Linked DNA regions of Mus musculus: region 2 is linked to region 1. A link is a contact called in public Hi-C data. All regions are on one chromosome and are shown on one strand. Each heading gives the region's core, a stretch centred on a gene start, on an enhancer-like site or on the middle of the called end of the contact. The rest is flanking DNA. Distances are from core to core; before and after follow the strand shown. Region 1 has its middle 21 kb from the start of Vegfa. Region 2 overlaps Rsph9 (radial spoke head 9 homolog (Chlamydomonas)).

Region 1 (2,906 bases), core at 163-2,662:
GTTGTGAGTTGAGTCTTGCATCGTTCTGAGATCTTTGAGAACTTGAAGGGTTGGAGGTAGAGGGGTCAGGCAAGGACGGGAGACAGCTTGGAAACTCCAAAATGTACGTAAAACCTGTGGACCTTTGGAGATGCTAGGAGGGGGTGTGTAGAAAGGCAGGTTTTGGCCTCAGTTGCTAGTTAATTAACCAGCGTTCACCTACACCTGTCAAATCACTGCCTCTGAGTCCCCGCCTTCAGTGCCCCAGGTCAGGCTGGCCTTTCCTGTGAAGAGCACCCAGGCTTGGCTGTTCGAGATGGAATGTCAGAGAGACATTGGTCCTGGCTGAGAGACAGGGCCTTTTTTCTGTGGATCAGCTTGAACAGTAGGTGGCCGTCCCTCCTTGCTCGTTGCTTAGACCCCTCTCCTTTGCTGATCATCCCGACACACTATTGGAGAGCCAGGCTCTATGGTGGGCCACTGGGGTAGCCCTGCCCTTAGATCTTTCTTACCTACACCAGCAGGGAACAAAAAAAAAAAAAAGGCCTAGAATTTATGCCTCATTATCCAGAGTACATAGGATATAACATTCTCTCTCTCTCTCTCTCTCTCTCTCTCTCTCTCTCTCTCTCTCTCTCCTCTCATATACTAGGGATTACATATTGGGCCTTACTTATGCTAGACAAATGCTCTACCACGGAGTTACAACCTCAGCCCCCTTTTTAAAAATATGCTTTTTATTTTGAGATAGGGTCTAAGTCATCTAGACTGACCTTGAATTTGCTCTATAGCTCAGGCAAGCCTTGAACTTTTGATCTTCCTGCCTTAGCCTCCTGAGTACCTGAGTTGACAGGCCTGTGTCACCAGGTCTGGCCTGGGCTTCTCTCTTGCCTGTGATCCATACTTCCCTGGTCAGACCCTAGCTTTGGAAGGATAACTCACTTGTCTCTAAGGATACTGTGTCAGGTCTGTAGTTCCTAACCTGTACTACATGCTATTGAGGAGCCAGATGCTGTGATGGACCATGGAGTGGCCCTGCCCTAAGGGCTCTTTCAGTTGGCTGTGCTAAATGTCCTTAGCATCTTCCTTTTGCTTCAGCTGCAGCCTCTCTAGCGGGAACAGACTGTGATACCCCCTGAAGGACTTGTGCTGTGTGGTAAACTCATAGTGAGGGCCTTGCTCCTCCAACCCCAGACTTACAACACTGGCTAACCTTGTGCCCCTCCACGCACATACCAGGCAGACTTATGCCTGTTTATTGTTCAACTGCAGACCCCAGGGGCCCAGGGCTCTCCAACACCCAGAACTGAATTGTCCCGTCCCTGGCTTTCCAAGAACAGGCTCCATCAAACACACACAGTTGTGAAACCACCCTGCTGGGCTCTCCAAGGGAGGAGGCCATTTGTGGGCTGAGTGGGCTGCCAAGGGTCAGGCCCTGGACCTGGGTGTGCAGGGAGTCAGAGCTCCGGGCAGTCACCGCCCTGTGACCTGGGGGTGGGGAGTCAGGCTGTCTTCTTGCTCTCCCGTTTCTTTCCTTCACTCTTAACTTTCTTCTCTAGAGAGAAACAGACCACAGAGCTACAGATAGAAAAGGCTCTGGGGTCGGTGTCCCAGTGCAGATGAGAATGTTGGTCTCTTGATGGATGGCATTAGGTCAAGTTTGGGAGCCTGCTGATCACAGACCCTGTTCAGTCACACAGGTTACTCAAGGCCTCACACTGCTGGTTGAGGAGGAGGTCTTTGGACTGAGCAGCACAGGCCTTCTGTGGCTGCTGTCACTTTGGACAGCAACATGGTCACCAGGAAGAAACAGGACCCTCTCCTCCCTGTTCATGGCTTATCCATTCTCTAGGCAGGCCTTGCCTTGGGGTTTTGACCTTGGCCTGTCCACAGGTCTTGTCTTCTTTGCTCAGCCTTGGGCCTTCAGAATAGCCCCATGCCTCCGACCATCAGCCCTGCTTTGGGACGGCTTCCCTTACCTAGTTCAGACACTCCCATCCACTGCCTTTGTCCACCCTTTCAGGACCACTAGGGGCTTTGTTGTAGACGGTGAGTTCTAGCTGCTTTATGTGTCCCCCTCAGTGAGAGAGCAGCCTCCTCCCCTTTCTAGGTGGTGTCCCCCAGCAGATGAGGAGCACCTTGAAGAGAGGGAAGGCTCTCTTGTCAGAATAGGCTGCTTTGGGATTGCACATCTTTCTTGAGGCTTCCCTCTGCACAGTGGAGGTACCCCAAACATTGCACTACAGAGGTGTACCCCACACAGGTGTATGTGTAGATTCTCAGTCAGGGTTTGGTCCTGATTGCCCCAGCTTTCTAGTTCTCTCCTGGTCAGTGACACCAGGTTTTCTGAGTGAGGTGGTTGGGGGAGAGGGAACTAGGGATGAGGGAGGGAGATTGGAATGGCAGGAAGTAGTGTGATACCTCACTAGGAGTCCAAGCAAGGTCTTGAAGGCCAGGCCCCCATGCCCCGCCTCCTTGAGCATCCTCTTGGATATGAGGGGGGTCTGTGTGGGGAAAGCAGCCTCTGAGCTGAGACTAGACACTGTGGTGAGGCTGGTCACTCAGGCAGGGTGTGTGACATTTGGTCCTGCCTGGGGGAGGGGAGGGAGTGTCAGGAATATCCTGACTCAGCAGTTTCCCCCTCCCAACTCAGATGGGAAGTGGGGGAGGCTGACTTCTGAGAAGATGCAGATGGCAATACCACTCCCCAACCCCTCCCCCACCCCAGCCGTGCCCCCCCCCCGGGTTGTTTGGGGGAGGAGAGCTGGGGCACAGACAGCATTTTGGAAGCACTGAAGGCTCTCCAAAGATACTGGGGAGGCAGGGGAGTGAATGGTAGAGGGGGACACAAAGGAGTTGTTAGACACGTTAGACATGGTCAAAACCGAACATCAGTAACAAGGGAAGGGGCATCTGTCAAAGAAGAG
Region 2 (2,906 bases), core at 208-2,707, 78 kb before region 1:
CTTGGATACCATGCCTGGCTAGAGGGGTGGAGTCTGTAGATCTTTAGCTCTTTCTACTTAGGGAGGAACATTGCTTTCTGAGTCTGAAGCAGTCATTCAAGATGGCTCAGGTCACCTCTAAGCAGGTGTGAAGTGGGCCTTGTCCTGGGGTCTCTGTTCCCTGTGCCCACAGAGATAAGCCCAGAGCTCACAGCTTCTCTCTGAGTGGAAGAGAACAGAATGGAGAGGGATATTGCCTGAGGCTAATATCTTGGCAGTGAGCTGCTGTGTGATGTCCTGGGATGGAAAGTTTTGTAGGGATGGATCCCTGGCAAGATCCTCCTCCTGATGAGTGCTAAGACTTCCTGGCTGCGGGCTTGCACCGGAAGACAGGTGGGGCAGTACGCAGGGCAGCCAGCTTCCTCACCTGGACTCTGCCATTCAATACTCCTTAACCTTTCCGCTCTGTCAGCAGAGCATGGAGCAGCTGCTGCGTGCCAAGTTCTTTTGGTGCCCTTGGAATGAGAAAGACAACGCTCTTAAGTCAGGAAGGTTTGAGCGCAACCAGGAGAAGCTGAAAAAACAGAAGTTATACTGGAAGATGTTGGAGGGTAGGATGGGGTGGGGGTGCGCACAGAGTAGGCAGCAGAGGCAGCAGGTGGCCGGGGTCCCAACAAAGAGTACTCAGTGCAGTGCCCAGTTTGGGCAGCAGAGGGCAGCAAGAGTCCTGCAGCCAAGAAATTGACCTTTAAAAGCTGCTGGTGGTTAGTGAGGACAGGGAGCCTGAAGAGAATGGGCAGTGTGGCATCAGCTTTATGGGGGTTCGTGCAGATGGCTCCTACGTCTTTTAGAAGCGATCAGAGGACCCTACCCCTACCCCATTGTTTACTTATATTGGAGGCTGCACCAGGGGTGTCCTTTTTCTCTGTCCCCACTCTGAGAGGATTGACTCTACCTTGTGGTAAAGAGAATGGTGGCTTTCAGGAACTTACAGCCATTTTTTTTTAAAGATTTATTTATTTATTATATAAGTACACTGTAGCTGTCTCCAGACACTCCAAAAGAGGGCGTCAGATCTTGTTACAGATGGTTGTGAGCCACCATGTGGTTGCTGGGATTTGAACTCCGGACCTTCGGAAGAGCAGTCGGGTGCTCTTACCCACTGAGCCATCTGACCAGCCCATTTTTTTTTTTTTTTAAATTTCATTTTACCTGTATGGGTATTTTGTTTGCATGTATATCTGTGTACTACACATATGCCTGGTGCCTATGGAGGCCACCATGGCGCTGGTGTTAGATGGTTATTAGCCATCACGTAGGTGCTGGGAATCAAATCTAGCTTTGAGCCATCTACCCAGGCCTTCCCGGCCATTGCTTAGTGTGATGACCTTTAGGGGTTGAGACGTAGGATACCTGCTGCTCCCTCGACAGTTTGACCTGAGCCTGGCCCTTACTCTCTCTGGCATTGGGAAACCCAGGAAGACCTCCTGCCAACTGCAGAGGCTCAGCTGCTGAGTTCCAGGCTGGATCTTCTCCCCAGTCTCAGTACAGGTCTCTGGAGAGGAAGCCAGGTCTGAGGAGGCCTGGGGCTGTGAACTGATCCACTGGATCATTCCTTCAAAGGGCTACTACCACAGTTGTCTGGGCCTGGTTTTTCCATATTTACAGTTGAGATGGAGGTGAAGGTGTCAGGTACACACTGTGTGTCTGCTCACACACACACACACACACACACACACACAGAGAGAGAGAGAGAGAGAGAGAGAGAGAGAGAGAGAGAGAGAGAGAATGGAACATGGTGTGTGTCCCAGATGATGAGCTGACTGAACCAGGGAGGTTGAGAGGACAAGAACACGATGCCGGGGCTGCGCGGGAAGGCAGAGAGCCCGGCCCCTGGCATGCTGCAACTCAGCACCCTTTGGCTTGCTTGGTCCCGCCCTCACTGGCATCTGTATTTGTATTTTTTTAACTTCCTCACAGTTTACCCATGTTGCTGGGCTTGGGCTACTCATTTCAGCCTCTGCTTCCCATCTCCTCGAAGTAAGAGGTGAGCAGACATGCTGGTCTGAGGGGCCCCATGCCACCATGCTGTTGGTTGAATCGATAGATATCTGGATACAGTGGGGTTAGGGATAGACCCTAGGCTGTTTTCTCCAGGCTAGCGCCTGAGTGAGGGACGCTGCAAGCCAGCCTCCCTGGGTGGGCAATCAGAGCTTGGTCTTGCTTATCTCACAGAGGCTGTGTAGCTGTGGGCTCCAAGGGCAATGAGGGATTAGGTCTCTGTAGAAAGCTGTCCAAATGATGTTCTGGGCCCCAGTAATGGGACTTAAGGCTAGAGAACTGTATATTTCTGGGTCTTTTTGTTGCCAAGGATAAAACACAGGGCCTGGGACACTGTTCTGTAACATTCTATCCTTGTCTCCCCTCAAGCAATGTTTCCTGGAGACTTGTGACCAAGAAAGCCACCAGGGTTCTCAGGTGCCCAAAGAACAGCTGTTGGCTAGGTGTCGTACCAACCGGGGCCTGTTTCACTTGATGTTTTGATTCCTTGGCGGTGGCACTGGGGCCTAGAGCAAGCGATAGGCCCATGGTGTGGCCTTCACCCCATTGTTCTGTGCATGGCTCAGTCAGGACCAGGGGCAGAGGACCTCCATGCTTCCAGAAAGCTCTGGTTTTGACCTGGGCAGGCAGCTAGCTACACGGGGATAGGCTTCTCTGATGCAGGGTGGCCTCTGGAGGGTGGAAACTGACTGAATCGTGAGGCTGCTGGGTGTGGAGTGACCAGGGTGGGCCATGGTTGGAGGTAGGCTGCGGGAAGCTTGAGTGGTGGGAGCCAGCACCGGGGCTGAGCTGGCAACTGATGAAGGCTCCAGATCAGCCCTCTGAGCATAACTGGTTGGTCCTGTACCAAAACCTTCAAAAGTTAT

What was found. Hi-C and Micro-C count contacts between places; a contact is called where the count stands out from the background.
Region 2: a contact with region 1 is called in a Hi-C map of liver, with 2.5 times the contacts expected there. The contact joins two enhancer-like sites. A contact is called at or near these places in 3 of 39 promoter capture datasets (the C10 cell line, embryonic stem cells and hippocampal neurons), 2 of 15 datasets of contacts at CTCF or cohesin (the NIH/3T3 cell line and large pre-B cells), 80 of 484 Hi-C or Micro-C datasets (the 3T3-L1 cell line, the AML12 cell line, B cells and 50 more), 11 of 115 datasets of contacts at active chromatin or transcription factors (the 230-238 cell line, acute myeloid leukemia, astrocytes and 7 more) and 5 of 9 other capture datasets (adipose tissue, embryonic stem cells, embryonic tail and 2 more).

Annotation. Positions count from the first base shown.
Region 1 is chr17:46,051,972-46,054,877 of GRCm38.p6, reverse strand. No RefSeq gene overlaps it. Among named protein-coding and RNA genes, the nearest start is that of Vegfa, 21 kb to the right of the region's middle. Within about 2 kb of position 1,412, at least 9 of the 459 cell types and tissues checked have an H3K27ac peak or open chromatin away from gene starts, as enhancers often do. A contact at or near this core is called in liver, where this site is marked.
Region 2 is chr17:46,130,047-46,132,952 of GRCm38.p6, reverse strand. The region is part of intron 4 of Rsph9 (radial spoke head 9 homolog (Chlamydomonas)); the gene reads left to right. Among named protein-coding and RNA genes, the nearest start is that of Rsph9, 13 kb to the left of the region's middle. Within about 2 kb of position 1,457, at least 32 of the 459 cell types and tissues checked have an H3K27ac peak or open chromatin away from gene starts, as enhancers often do. A contact at or near this core is called in liver, where this site is marked.